4 separate regions of the Mus musculus genome follow, and regions 2, 3 and 4 are each linked to region 1. The links are chromatin contacts, called in public promoter capture Hi-C maps. All regions are on one chromosome and are shown on one strand. The core of a region is the stretch at or near the end of the contact, and the rest is flanking DNA. Distances in the headings are between cores, read along the strand shown. Region 1 holds the start of Zdhhc15 (zinc finger, DHHC domain containing 15). Region 2 holds the start of Nexmif (neurite extension and migration factor). Region 3 has its middle 5.6 kb from the start of Gm33486. Region 4 holds the start of Abcb7 (ATP-binding cassette, sub-family B (MDR/TAP), member 7).

Region 1 (2,914 bases), core at 183-2,682:
ATGAGAAGTTGAATGCTTTACAAAGTGGAAGGGAAGAGGCTGTACCCAGTGTGGTACAGTGCAGAGCTCTAATATGAGAAGAGAGTGTTGTATAGAACCCCCACACCACAAAAGGAGCTCTGAAAATGAGGGAAGCGCACAGGAAAAGAAGGGGGGAAACCTTATTACCATTGTGTGAAATGTGAGGTAGAACACACAGACTGAGGAGTCATAAGAAGGCAAACATATGAAGCACTCCTCTCTCTCTCTCTCTCTCTCTCTCTCTCTCTCTCTCTCTCTCTCTCTGTGTGTGTGTGTGTGTGTGTGTGTGTGTGTGTGTGTGGTGTGTATGTTGCATGTGTGCACACATGTGCGTGCTCTCTTGGATCTCAGAGAAAGAATGGACGGAGGGCTTAGCCCTGTGTAAAAAGTGAGAACAGAATGTTCTGATGTGAGAGGTTCAGAAGTGGGTGGGGAGGAGATGTGAAACCTCTCAGCTTGTGTTTGAAGATTGCAGAGAGAAGGTATGGATCTCAAAGTGGAGAAAAGGTGAGCTAATAGAAGAGGACAGGAATTATTTTGGGATCCCTTAGAGGGAATCCCCAGCATGGAAGGAATCATAGTAGGAGGGGGAAATGGTGGGGCCCTTAGTTGGATGCTTTGGTGGAGCAGGCACTTTAAGGACATGGAGTATGGTGCTTCCTCAATTGGTAGGGTGGGCTCAGAAGGTGGTTGCCAGGCAGTACAGCTTAAGTGGTTACCCTGTACTGGGAAAGGGGGTCCTGGTAGAAAGAGTCAGGGAATTATCGAGGGTAGAGCAAGGAAGTAAGAAAACCCAGGGGAGAGGAGATGGCGACGTGGTGGGACCCTCGTGGGACGGCGCATGAGAGATATTGTGAGAAGCCCAAGATTGGAAACTGGGAGTTTTTCAGGGCGCGAAGGGAAAAGCCGCAGGGTGAGGGCTGAGCTCACTGGGGACATCGGTATGAAGGATAAGGCAGACGATTGTGCTGGAGCATAATTTCCCCAGTTTATGTGGCCAGCCCCACTTACCCAGGCAGAGTTCAAAGACGTAGGCATAGTAGGACCAGAGAACGACGAGGACAATAACGAGCACTGGCACCCAGGACAGTACCCGGCGGCAGCACCGCAACCCCCCAGACAGAGCCATCTTCCAGCCCCGCCGCATCTTCGGCTCGAAGATCGACCGAGCAGGCCTGCTGGCGCCGGCCGGGATCTGCTTGGGCGGCGGCTGGGAGGCGGGAAGGCGCGCTGTGCGGCGCTCCACTGCTTAGCCTGGCGGGAACCGTCCTCGAGCCGCTGCCACCTGTGGGGCTGCACTGCCCAGCGCGCCCCGTCTGGCACCGCTGGCCTGAGTCACAGCTACAGGAACCGGCTGAGGTGGGGCAGAAGGTGGTTGCCTAGCAGTCCAGGCCGCAGGACTCACAGGGACTGCAGCCCCTCCCCCTTTCCACCTCTCGCCCCCTACCCCCAACCCCCAACCCCCAACCACTTCCTCTGAGCCTGCTGGGCTGGGCCTCCGCCAAATGTAAAACCCAAGAAATGTGGGTCCGCCCATCTGCCTTTACTGCACTGCATCCACCTTCTCTTCAGTTCTGGTTTCTCCCCTCTTCCTTCCCCTGTATCTCCTTTTCTTTGCTGTCCCAACCCCCAGACACACAAGTACAAAAAGGCACTGTGCAAAAGATGCACACAGCACAGTAGTACCTCATGAATTAAAGGTCATCCATCTCCATCCTCCCACTGCTACTTGAACAGTATGCTTAACACGTAGTGCTGCAGTCTCTGTTGGGGTACATCCCTTGACAGGGCACTCCTTCCACCCTCTGTACCCCCTGCAGAATTAGCTTAGTGTATTTTCAGAATAAACACAATGGTGCAGAAATCAAGTGAAGGCCATAATGATTCTGGGCTCAGGGAACTCTCTAAAGGTTTAAGCTTTATTAATAAAAGCACTTTTTTTTTTTCAGCTGGGCGTGGTGGTGTCACATGCCTTTAATCCCAGCACTCAGGAGACAGAGGCAGGCAGAGTTCTGAGTTTGAGGCCAGCCTGGTCTACAGAGTGAGGCCAGCCAGGGCTATACAGAGAAACCCTGTCTCGAAAAACCAAAAAAAAAAAAAAAAAAAAGCATTTTTCAGGCAGAAGAGGATTGATGACCTCTCAGACCAGAAACGTGTTTGAAAAGGCATGACATGACAATTCTAAAGTGTTCCAAGACCAGCTGCTGTACCTTGAAGAGAGTTTATGTGAAGAGGATGGGAGTGAGGACTGAAAATACAGGCTGGAGCAAGGATGTGAATGCTCTTGGATGCCTTGTCAGGGACACAGTTATGTAGAGCAGATGGAAAACAGTCAGCAAAGGTCGGGGGGCGGGGGGCAATGGAATAGAGTCACAGTGATACTAATGTAAAACAGTAAGCTGGATTTCACTAAGGAAGCCGGTCTGAGAGCAGGGGGACCAATCAGGAGGCAAGTCGTTACTTTCTATTAAGTCAACATTAGTATAAATAAAGAATGGCAAACCAGGGGACTGTCACGAAGAAGCTCATGTCCTCCTTAAGGCAACAGGCTGTTGTTTTGACACAAGTACCTACCACAGTTCTATTATTATGGTCGTTTGTATATTTCATACTCATTGATCTAATGGTTTCCAAAGGTCTAGTACACGAAGAGACTTTTGCTGAGATCCAGTTTTGATTTACAGTCAGTGTGACTGCTGTGTGAGAGCAAGAGGTTTTATAAGCCAGGAAGCGGGAGTGGGTGGGTTGGGGAGCAGGGCAGGGGGAGGGTAATTAGGGGGTTTTAGGGATAGCGTTTGAAATGTAAATGAAGAAAATATGTAATTTTTTTAAAAAAGAGATTTTGTAAGATTGTCTTGTGGTTTTAATGTATGGTTATACATGCAATAACGTT
Region 2 (2,914 bases), core at 228-2,727, 470 kb before region 1:
AGCCGCAGCAGTGTCCCTGCAGGCGCAGCAGCGACGAGCTCCAGGAGTCCCGGAGGAAAGCGTCAATCTGACGGCAAGGGAGAGCGGGAAAGGGCAGCGGGCCAATTTCCTGCAAAGGTGACAAGCCTGGGCGAGGCTCGCTCGGGCCCCTAACTTCTCGTCGGTCGCCAGCGGCGGCTGCTTGGAGCGGGTGCTGCGAGCCGCCCGTGCCACCGCGGGGTGGCCAGAGGCGCCTGGGGCGCGCGGGAGCCTCGGGCGGGGGAGGCGTCCGTACGGCGGCCAGCGGCGCCTTCGCACCTCTGCAGCTTCGGCCGGGACGCCAGCCGGCGCCCGCCGCGTGCCTACGTTTTCCCGCTCCCTCGGACGCGTGCCTCGGGCCGTGCCACTTTCCCCAGACGCCCGAGGTTCCCCCGGGGTCACCGAACCGATGGGAGGTGGCAGGCGGCTAGCGGCCGCTGCCCTGCGGCAGGCAGGCGTGTGTGAGCGGCGGCGGCAGTGGCGGCGGCTCCGGCCCGCTCCCTTCCCCTCCCCCTCCCCCGGCGGCGGCACACAGGCCTTTCCTAGATTGCAGCGCACGCTCGGCGGCGGCGGCGGCGGCAGCGGCGGCGGCAGCGGCGGGCGAGCCAGGCTCCCTCGCCCCGGCGGCCTCGCTGCCTCCCGCACACAGACAGCACCCGCACGCCATTCGCACACTCTCCCACTCACACACACTCACACGCACGCGCGCGCACACACACACACACACACACACACACACGCTCTCCCCGCCGGCATCCCTTGCTCGGCTCCTCGCTCGGCTAGCCCTCGGTTCCTCGCAGCCGCCACCCCCACCCCCAGCTGCCGCCCGCCGGCTCCAGCCGGCCCGGGGAGCCAGGGAGAAGGCCCGGGGGGGATGGGGGAGGCTGCATGGCAGCGCTCAGACTCACCTCGCAGGCCGCCTCCCGAGGCGCACGTCGCTGGTGGGTCCTTGCTGCCGGCGTCCCGAGCTGGGACGGTCGCAGTCAAGGCTGGGCTGCCGCCGCCGTCGCCGTCGCCGGAGCTGCTAGAGCTGCCGCCGCTGCTCCCGCTCACTGCCGTCTCCTCTGCCTCTGCTCCATGCGCGGGGCCCGCCAGGTGGACGCGCCTCGCTCCGCTCGCTCACTCTGGCTCCGCCGCAGCCGCCGCACTAGATGGAGGCAGAGCTGTCGGGCTCGGGCGCCGAAACTCAGAGGCTCCACAGCCGCCCGCCGGCTCCCAGGACAGCGCTCCTCTCACCGCGCCGCTCGCCCGCGCCAGCACTGCCCGGCTCGCCGGCTGCGCGCGGCGGTGCCCGGAGCCCGCTCTGCACGCGGTGGCTGCGGCTGTCCGCGAGACGGAGACGCGGAGGGCGGTTGCGACTGCCGCTAGCGCTGGGAACACTACTGCTAAACGCTGCCACTGCCGCTACTGCCACTGCTGTGGTGGTGGCGGCGGCGGTGGCTGCTGCTGCTGATGCTACTGGTTTTCCTTCCCGGGTTCTCCCCCCCTGCCTCGGCCCCCTCCTCCCCCCTTTCTCCTCCTCCTCCTCTTCCTCCTCCTCCTCCCCCTTCTCCTCCCTGGGCTGCTTGGCTCAGAGCCTCTGCGGGCTCTGCCTGCTCTCTTCTGCTTCCAGAGCTGCCTCTGCCCATTCAGAAAGGTGCCCAGAGTGGGGCTGCCTCGGCTGCCACCATCGCTATTGCCCCTGCCATTGTTTCCTCCAACACAGCAGTTCTTGTTGGACGCGTTCCCCTCCCTATCCTCCTTCCCCACCACAGCCCTCCCTATCTTGCTCTCTCTTTCCTTACCCTCTCTGCGGTCCCTTCCTCGTGTGTGCCCCCTCCCACCCTGTCTGTCTGTCTGTCCCTCCCGGCGGTCCCCTCAGACGTCCGGGAGCGCGCACTGCGCGGCCACCTGTCATAAAGGGCGCGCACCCCCCTTCCCCACCCCCACCCCGCCCCCCACTCACATTCTCGCAGCCCGCCCAGTCCACGGCGCTGCTGGCTTGTTCTTCCCCTAGCAGACACGCAGCCGGACACCACTCTCCCACGCCTTTGAAGGCAGTTATGTGTTCAGAGAGGGGCGCTCTGAAGTTTCAGGAAGAATATCTGAATGGCTCCATGTATTAAGCCTCTATCCATCCAACCTACCCTTAACTTCAGGCCCCAAGCCCCGGGAAGGTGGATTGTGCTGGAAGGGTTGTAACAAGGCAGAGAATTGGAAAGGGATGAGTTTTTTTAGGAAGTGAAGGAGAGAAAAAGGGATTCTGAATATGGCCGGGAAGGAAATGGGATCTGACTGCTGTCACAGGAAAATTCCTTAGGTGGTCATTTCCCTTTTGACGCCCTGGGAATCAACAGTACAGGAATGGAAAGCGACCCACCGGGGAACACGTAGTATTCAATGAAGCCCAGGGTGTAGGGTTGGGGCCTGAGAGCCACGGTCAGTGCCACTAGAAACCAGGGAGAACGATTAAGTGTTGACGCTAGAGCGGAGAGAATAAAGCTAGCTACTTTGTGTGCACTTGCTCCAGCAAGTCCTTGCCACAACCCAGCTTCCCAGTCATGGAGAGCTCAATTTCAGATTTCTCTGTTTCCACCCTACAGCCTCATTTTCTAAGGTCAGACTTCGAGATCTGCAGTGTGTAAGTCCTCTAACCCTTCCCAGGGCCTCTAGCCTGTCACCTAACCCCTCCCCAGAAACAGCACAGACATGGATAATGTGTATGGGTCAGGAGGGTAGGGGGAGAGATTTTTCAAGGCAAAGTAAAAGATACAGGGGTCGGGTTTAAGTTAAAGGAACGCAGTCCTGACTCTTTCATCCTCTTGCCATGGAGTGTCTGTGTGGGGTGGGGGCAGGTTTTTAAAACTTACACTCACCTAGGGGACACACTTCTGGGTGTGTTTTCAGGGAGGTTTAG
Region 3 (2,914 bases), core at 308-2,807, 330 kb after region 1:
ATCTAAGTTTTGCTTTGTGAGGAACCTACAGCTGATTACATAGTGGCTCCACCAGTTCATGCTCCCACAAGCAGTAAGTGCCCCCCTTTCACATCTACTTCAACATTTATAGTCTTTTTCTTTCTTTTTTGGATCTTAGCCATTCTGACTGGGGTAAGCTGAAATGTCAATGTTGTTTTAATTTGCATCTTCCTGATGCCTAAAGTGATTGAACATTTTTAAGTGTTTCTAAAGATGTTGAGCATTTTTAAGTGTTTCTAAAGGTGCTGACCATTTTTTAAATCTTCTCAGTCATTTGTATTTCATTTTCTGAGAACTCTATTTGCTTCTGTGCCCCATTCTAAAATTGCATTGCTTTTTGATGTTGTTATTGTACTGGTTTAAACATGAGTAAGAAAAATCAGTCCCTAATAATCAAACATTGGCCTGACAGCTGTTGAAAGCTTTCCTAGTGCTCATAGCAAGGCCGAGTTACTCTCTAGCAGACATAAAGTAGCTCCTAAAATATCAGCACCAGATAAGGCCTTTTTGAAAAAAGAATGTGAGGACAAGACTGCTCTGTAAATTTGCCTAACCACAAGGAAATACAAGGAAATGTTGTAACCTATGAAATACTAAAACTCCTTCCCTCAGTTAATAGATGAATGATTCTTATTCTTTACCAATTACAATTCAACTTCAGCCCCAGACTAGTCAGCTCTCTCTATAAGATATATTAACATATATAACCATCCATTAATCTCTGCTTCTTTATAGCACCCAATCCAGAGTCTTGTTTTAAAAAAAATCACCCAGCAAAAGTCTAAATTATATTATGATGCCTTTAAAACCCCTTCTGAATGCTCTAGCCCTAGAACATTTGACTCCCCGAGCTGGGAGAAAGGCTGGTTTCCTAGGTCCAATAAGGATACTACAGCTACACAGGCGTTTTTTCTGGCTTTTGTTTCATTACACCTGTAAATTGTAGCAGTCCTATGGGAAAGGCTGAGATCCAACAGAAATGGCTATCACTAGATTTGGTAAAAACTAAATAAACTGGTTTTTTTTCCTGTGTTCACATATTTTATGTAATTTCTTCGTAATGCAGATGAATGTTGTGGATGGGGATTACAGAAACAGACTCTGTTTTGCCAGTACTAAAAAGAAAAAAGAAAAACCTAACAGAGACCAGAAAAATAATTAGAGACCTGAGGCTAAAAGCCTCTTGAGTTATCACTATCTGGTGTTCTACTTTTCTAACTAAAAATCTTATTCCTTTCACATTCTGTTTGAGTGTTATTTTATAACATTTTCATGTGCACTGGGTAAACAAGAAAAAACCTAGGACCCTGAAGGGGACACACTGAGGAGTCTAACTCCAAATTCAGTTTATTAGAGGAAAAGGTCAAAGAAGGAAGCAATTATGAAAACAGCGGCACTACCAAGAAGGAAAATGACCTCCGGGTGCAGAGGGGCTTGAAAGACTTCGTAGTGACCCAAGCCAGCACATTAATGACCAACCTTCTCTGTCTTCTCACCCAGTATCGCCAGTTCCCAGGAAGTGGTTTTTCAGCGTGACTAGAGAGAAACAAGCTGCATTCTCTGCTTGAACAGTTGCGGAGATGAGGGTAGGATGGGACCTCTCTCCATTTTGCCACAATTTCTTACATCTTCCACAGTCTACTAACAGGAGAAAGGGGTTCCTGAAGATAACCTATGGAGTTTTATATGAAGGGCATAGCTTCCAATGAAAACAAAGTAGAATTCTTGTGGACTTTGATAGCTCACATGCTAAAATTAAATAATACCAAGAAAATTGGCCATGTTACTATGCAAGTAGCATATGTGAATTTGAAAAGTGTTCTAGCTTACTTCTCTGTCATAACAAAAACATCATGATGGGTGAGTTAACAGCAAAAAATTATCAGCTTTCAAAAAGGGGAGGCAGATGCTGGGATTCAGGTGTTGGTCACTTTAGTTTTTTCTGAGACCTCTCTCCACACATGCAGATGGCCATAATCCCGCTGTGCCATCATATGGGGTATTCTCTATGAACACACACATATATATGCGTGTGTGTCTTAATATTCTCTTGTAAGGACACAGGTCTTACAGAATTTGGGCCATCCACATGACTCAATCATATTCTGAGTTGATGGGGGATAGGACTTCACCTTATGAATTTGCGAGGGATAGAATTCTGTCCATCCATTAAAAAAAATGCATTTAAGTGAAGTTAAATTCAAGCACACAAAAACTATTTAAATAATACAGTTGAAAAAACAGTAATGAGAGAATAATAAATATATCCAGAGTATATTATAAACACCTTTAATGTTATTTAATTTTAACTTAGAGTGATTAGAAAACCTACATATGATATGATTTGATATTTTATATTTGGAAATTTTTATACAGAGATTTACATAAAATGTCAGCAATACCTTAATACCATATTGTAATTATCAGAATACAGATTATGCTCTGAGTGTCCACAATTCTCAAAGAGGAAGGAAGCATCACCCTCTTGTGTGATGGTTCATTTTGTCTGTTGGATAGGTAAAGTCCAAGGAGACTAGTAAAGTGCACCTCTGGGTATACCTTTGAGGCTGTTTCCAAATAGGATTAATTAAGGGAGGAGGTAGAAGGGAAAATAATTACAACAGTGAAATTGAGCTTCCTAACCTGAATGTGGGGTGCAGACTGGGATCAGGTGGAATAAAAGAAGAAAAAGAGAAAGCCCAGAGCACAGACATGTTCTCTTGGCTTCCTGACTGCCTTGGTGTGACTACATATTCCCTTCCATGAAAGGGCTGAAAGCCTGGAAAGTGGTAAGCCAAGGAGTCAAAGAGATGGCTCAGTCAGTGGCTAGGAAAACTCGCTGCTCTTCTGAAGGACCCAGGTTCAATTCCCAGCATCTACACAGTGGTGCACT
Region 4 (2,914 bases), core at 205-2,704, 260 kb before region 1:
TCTTTTCTATATTACTTTATTTCACCTAAAAGAAAAAAAAAAGTGCTGATCTAATCACTGACATTCCATAGCATTATAGTACAGACTCTTTCCATCTCTAAAATATTATTCTCTATACTAATAACAAGTGTTCAGGATGCAAACTATGCCAATTACTCTAAACTGATCACTTACATCCATGTATTAAATATCACACCACACTCCACAAATATACACAATTATTTGTCGATTTCAAATATTTTTCAATTTTAAAAATTGTACAATCCTTGTCACTTTATGCCTGTCATCCCAGTACTCGGTAGGCTGAAGCAGGAGGATCACACACTCAAGGCCTAACGAGACTACAAAACAAGACCTTGTCTGTAAAAACCAAACCAAACCTCAACCCTTGAAGGCCTAACTGTATGCTTCTCTTGACTTCTGTTATCTAAACAGTGTTTATGATTATAGTAGTAGTAGACATTAAATATTTGTTGACAGGGAGTCATAATTTAAGAAACTGCTTTCCAAACAAAAATGACAGTATGTTAAGGTTATACTGACGAACACGTGGTGGCAATTAAAATATTGCCAATATATGAGGAAAAAAAACCACAAACTGAAGTACAAGTACCACAGACGATTTTTTAAAACAAACTCTTATTGAATGAGCTAATGGTAGCCAATATTCCAAGGTAGCATAATCACTGCCACACTAAGGGAATGCACAAAGAACGTAATTGAATAGTCATAGCAAAAGATAACAAAGCGTCTGTCTTCGAGCAGTGTACATTTTGGAGAAAAGGATAATTATGGTTTTTGCCTCCGAGGGAGCTCGCCTGTCAGTTGAGGGAGTTAACGTACCAATTAAATGTGCTACTTGTTTATAGGTGGCGTTCTGTCCTGTTGAAGTGCACTCGCAATTGCATACTCCCGCTTTAGTACACTCTGAAGCACGGGCCGCTCAGCACCAAATTCCACGAGGAACTTTTGGAAGCAGCCCCGTCTGCCACCCACTTAGAAAACAAGCGGCAAAGCCCTACAGGACGCCGGCACTGCAGGTGCCCCGTGCCTGAAACCTCCCGGCTCTCTGCTGTCCCCAAACGTGTTCTTCCTCTCCGCCTCCAATTCCTAACCCTAACTTCCTACCCTCGCCGCCACTCTTGAGCTCGCCCTGACAATCTTCCTTAGGCGCGCTCCCTCTGACCTGAGGTCACAAGGGCAACCCTTTCCCTACCAGGTTCCCCTGTCCTTCACCCTGCTCTCCCAAGCGCGCGGCCACACACCTGGGACAGCCGAGCGCTTCCTGACGCGCCGCGCTGGGACGAACTCCATCGCGGGCCTGAGCCGCACATGGAGACTAGAGCCCGGGTCAGAACTGCCGAATGCTTGTGCTTTTCGAAAGCGACCGCCGCGGCTGCCCAGCGCCAGGAATGTATCGCGAGCAGCGCCATCTTGAGCGAGGAAAAAGGAACCGAGAGAGGAGGATTGTGGGACGCCGGCGGACTGAGTGCCGCGGCTTTCATTGCTTTCTCCCCTCCCCCCGCTCGCGCCCGACACCGGAAATAGCTTGTGTCTGAAGATGCTTGTGCTTAAGTAGAGCTTTACTCTTTTTCCCCCCAGTGACTCGGGCTTTTTCTTGCACAGCCCAGACCATCAGACTACCATTGTTCTTCTCTCTTAGCGTTGCCAGATAAAATACAGGATTACCCACTTAAATGTTATTTCAGATAAAAAACAAATGATTGGGATAATTATGTCCCAAGTGTTGCTTTGGTAAATATGACAACCCTATCTTGTCTGCCATTCGATTCCTTTCTTGTCTCCAACTCAATGCCATGCTCCACTCTGCATAACTCTCATTCTCCCTGTGCATTAACGTTGAGGATTAAAGTACAGACAAGTTTTCCCCTGGAGAAGGCTTCACAAGTGAGAGTCGCCGCCTTCATTGTAAAACCTTTTATTTTCCTGATTTGCCTTTGGTCTTTTGCTGTTGGGACAAGGAGCTCTCGGGGTACACACATATTTCATTCCATTAATTTGCCTCCTTGTAGCTCTTCCCTTTGGTTTCTTCAGAGTCCCTTATTTAAAAACTGCTAGGTGGATGGTAAGTGAACATGTTATATAGTAAACTGCATATTTAAAGACACATTTGTATTATTTTGTCAGCACTATAATCAAACCAAATACCATGGAAATATGTTTACAAGTATCTGGGTGGGAAACAATTTCCAAATATAAATGCTACTTGAAAACCTGGAGTCAAGAAGGTACAATTTCATTAATGCATTCTCAAAAATCTCTCCTTAAACACTTCTCTCTCTCTCTCTCTCTCCCTCTCTCTCTCCCACTCTCTCTCTTTCTCTCTCTCTCTCTCCCTTCTCTTTATAAAGGCCTGGCTACTGTGGAACTTGGAACTTGCTATGCAAACCAGGCTAGCCTCAAATTCCAATGTCCCCCTGTCCTTGCCTCTGGATTGCTGGAATTAAAAGCAGGCATAACTACACCAGGCTCATTTTCAAACCTTTTACACAAGGCAGGTAAGTAATCTTGAATTAATTCTGTAGAAGCATTATAAACTAATGAGAGATGTCATGACAAAAGACAAAAGATATATATGGCCCATGCAGCTAGCTTCACTTTCTTCTGAGATCCATATCACTCACCAGGTTTCTGGGGAAGAAGATAATTAGAATTTCAGATTAAAGAGGCTGACTATCCCTCCATACATGTAAAGAAGATGGCTATATGAAAAGAAGGAATTCATAAGAAAACTTTCAGGCTCAGGAGTCCAGAAAGTGTATGGCAAAATAGTAGGAGATGGAACAGGGTGAACAGAAACTCTTGATGGCAAAATAGTAGGAGATGGAACAGGGTGAACAGAAACTCTTGATGGCAATTTTGTCTTAAGAAATTAATGCTGTGTGCTGCAGCT

Evidence for each region. Promoter capture Hi-C pulls out the DNA fragments that hold promoters and counts their contacts. Capture Hi-C pulls out chosen DNA fragments and counts their contacts.
Region 2: a contact with region 1 is called in a promoter capture Hi-C map of adipose tissue, with 5 times the contacts expected there. The contact joins the promoter of Nexmif here to the promoter of Zdhhc15 in region 1. A contact is called at or near these places in 11 of 39 promoter capture datasets (the 3T3-L1 cell line, the C10 cell line, the SN4741 cell line and 7 more), 6 of 115 datasets of contacts at active chromatin or transcription factors (astrocytes, embryonic forebrain, embryonic stem cells and 1 more) and 3 of 9 other capture datasets (adipose tissue, embryonic stem cells and macrophages).
Region 3: a contact with region 1 is called in a promoter capture Hi-C map of pre-B cells. The contact joins the enhancer-like site here to the promoter of Zdhhc15 in region 1. A contact is called at or near these places in 7 of 39 promoter capture datasets (the 3T3-L1 cell line, 3T3-L1-derived adipocytes, the C10 cell line and 4 more) and 1 of 9 other capture datasets (adipose tissue).
Region 4: a promoter capture Hi-C map of erythroid cells shows a contact between it and region 1, with 60 times the contacts expected there. The contact joins the promoter of Abcb7 here to the promoter of Zdhhc15 in region 1. A contact is called at or near these places in 3 of 39 promoter capture datasets (erythroid cells, hippocampal neurons and pre-B cells), 10 of 484 Hi-C or Micro-C datasets (CD4 T cells, the HL-1 cell line, the N1E-115 cell line and 5 more), 1 of 115 datasets of contacts at active chromatin or transcription factors (memory CD8 T cells) and 1 of 9 other capture datasets (embryonic stem cells).

What each region holds. Positions count from the first base shown.
Region 1 is chrX:104,669,632-104,672,545 of GRCm38.p6, forward strand. Zdhhc15 (zinc finger, DHHC domain containing 15) reads right to left here and starts at 1,433. Exons shown (of 12, transcript NM_175358.4): 1 at 1,033-1,433. The coding sequence starts at 1,168. Gm39530 (a long non-coding RNA gene) reads left to right here and starts at 189. Exons shown (of 3, transcript XR_003953044.1): 1 at 189-528.
Region 2 is chrX:104,199,707-104,202,620 of GRCm38.p6, forward strand. It overlaps Nexmif (neurite extension and migration factor), which reads right to left and starts at 1,478. Exons shown (of 5, transcript NM_001077354.3): 1 at 927-1,478.
Region 3 is chrX:104,996,889-104,999,802 of GRCm38.p6, forward strand. No RefSeq gene overlaps it. Among named protein-coding and RNA genes, the nearest start is that of Gm33486, 5.6 kb to the right of the region's middle. Within about 2 kb of position 1,558, at least 3 of the 459 cell types and tissues checked have an H3K27ac peak or open chromatin away from gene starts, as enhancers often do. A contact at or near this core is called in pre-B cells, where this site is marked.
Region 4 is chrX:104,412,392-104,415,305 of GRCm38.p6, forward strand. It overlaps Abcb7 (ATP-binding cassette, sub-family B (MDR/TAP), member 7), which reads right to left and starts at 1,455. Exons shown (of 16, transcript NM_009592.1): 1 at 1,266-1,455. The coding sequence starts at 1,433.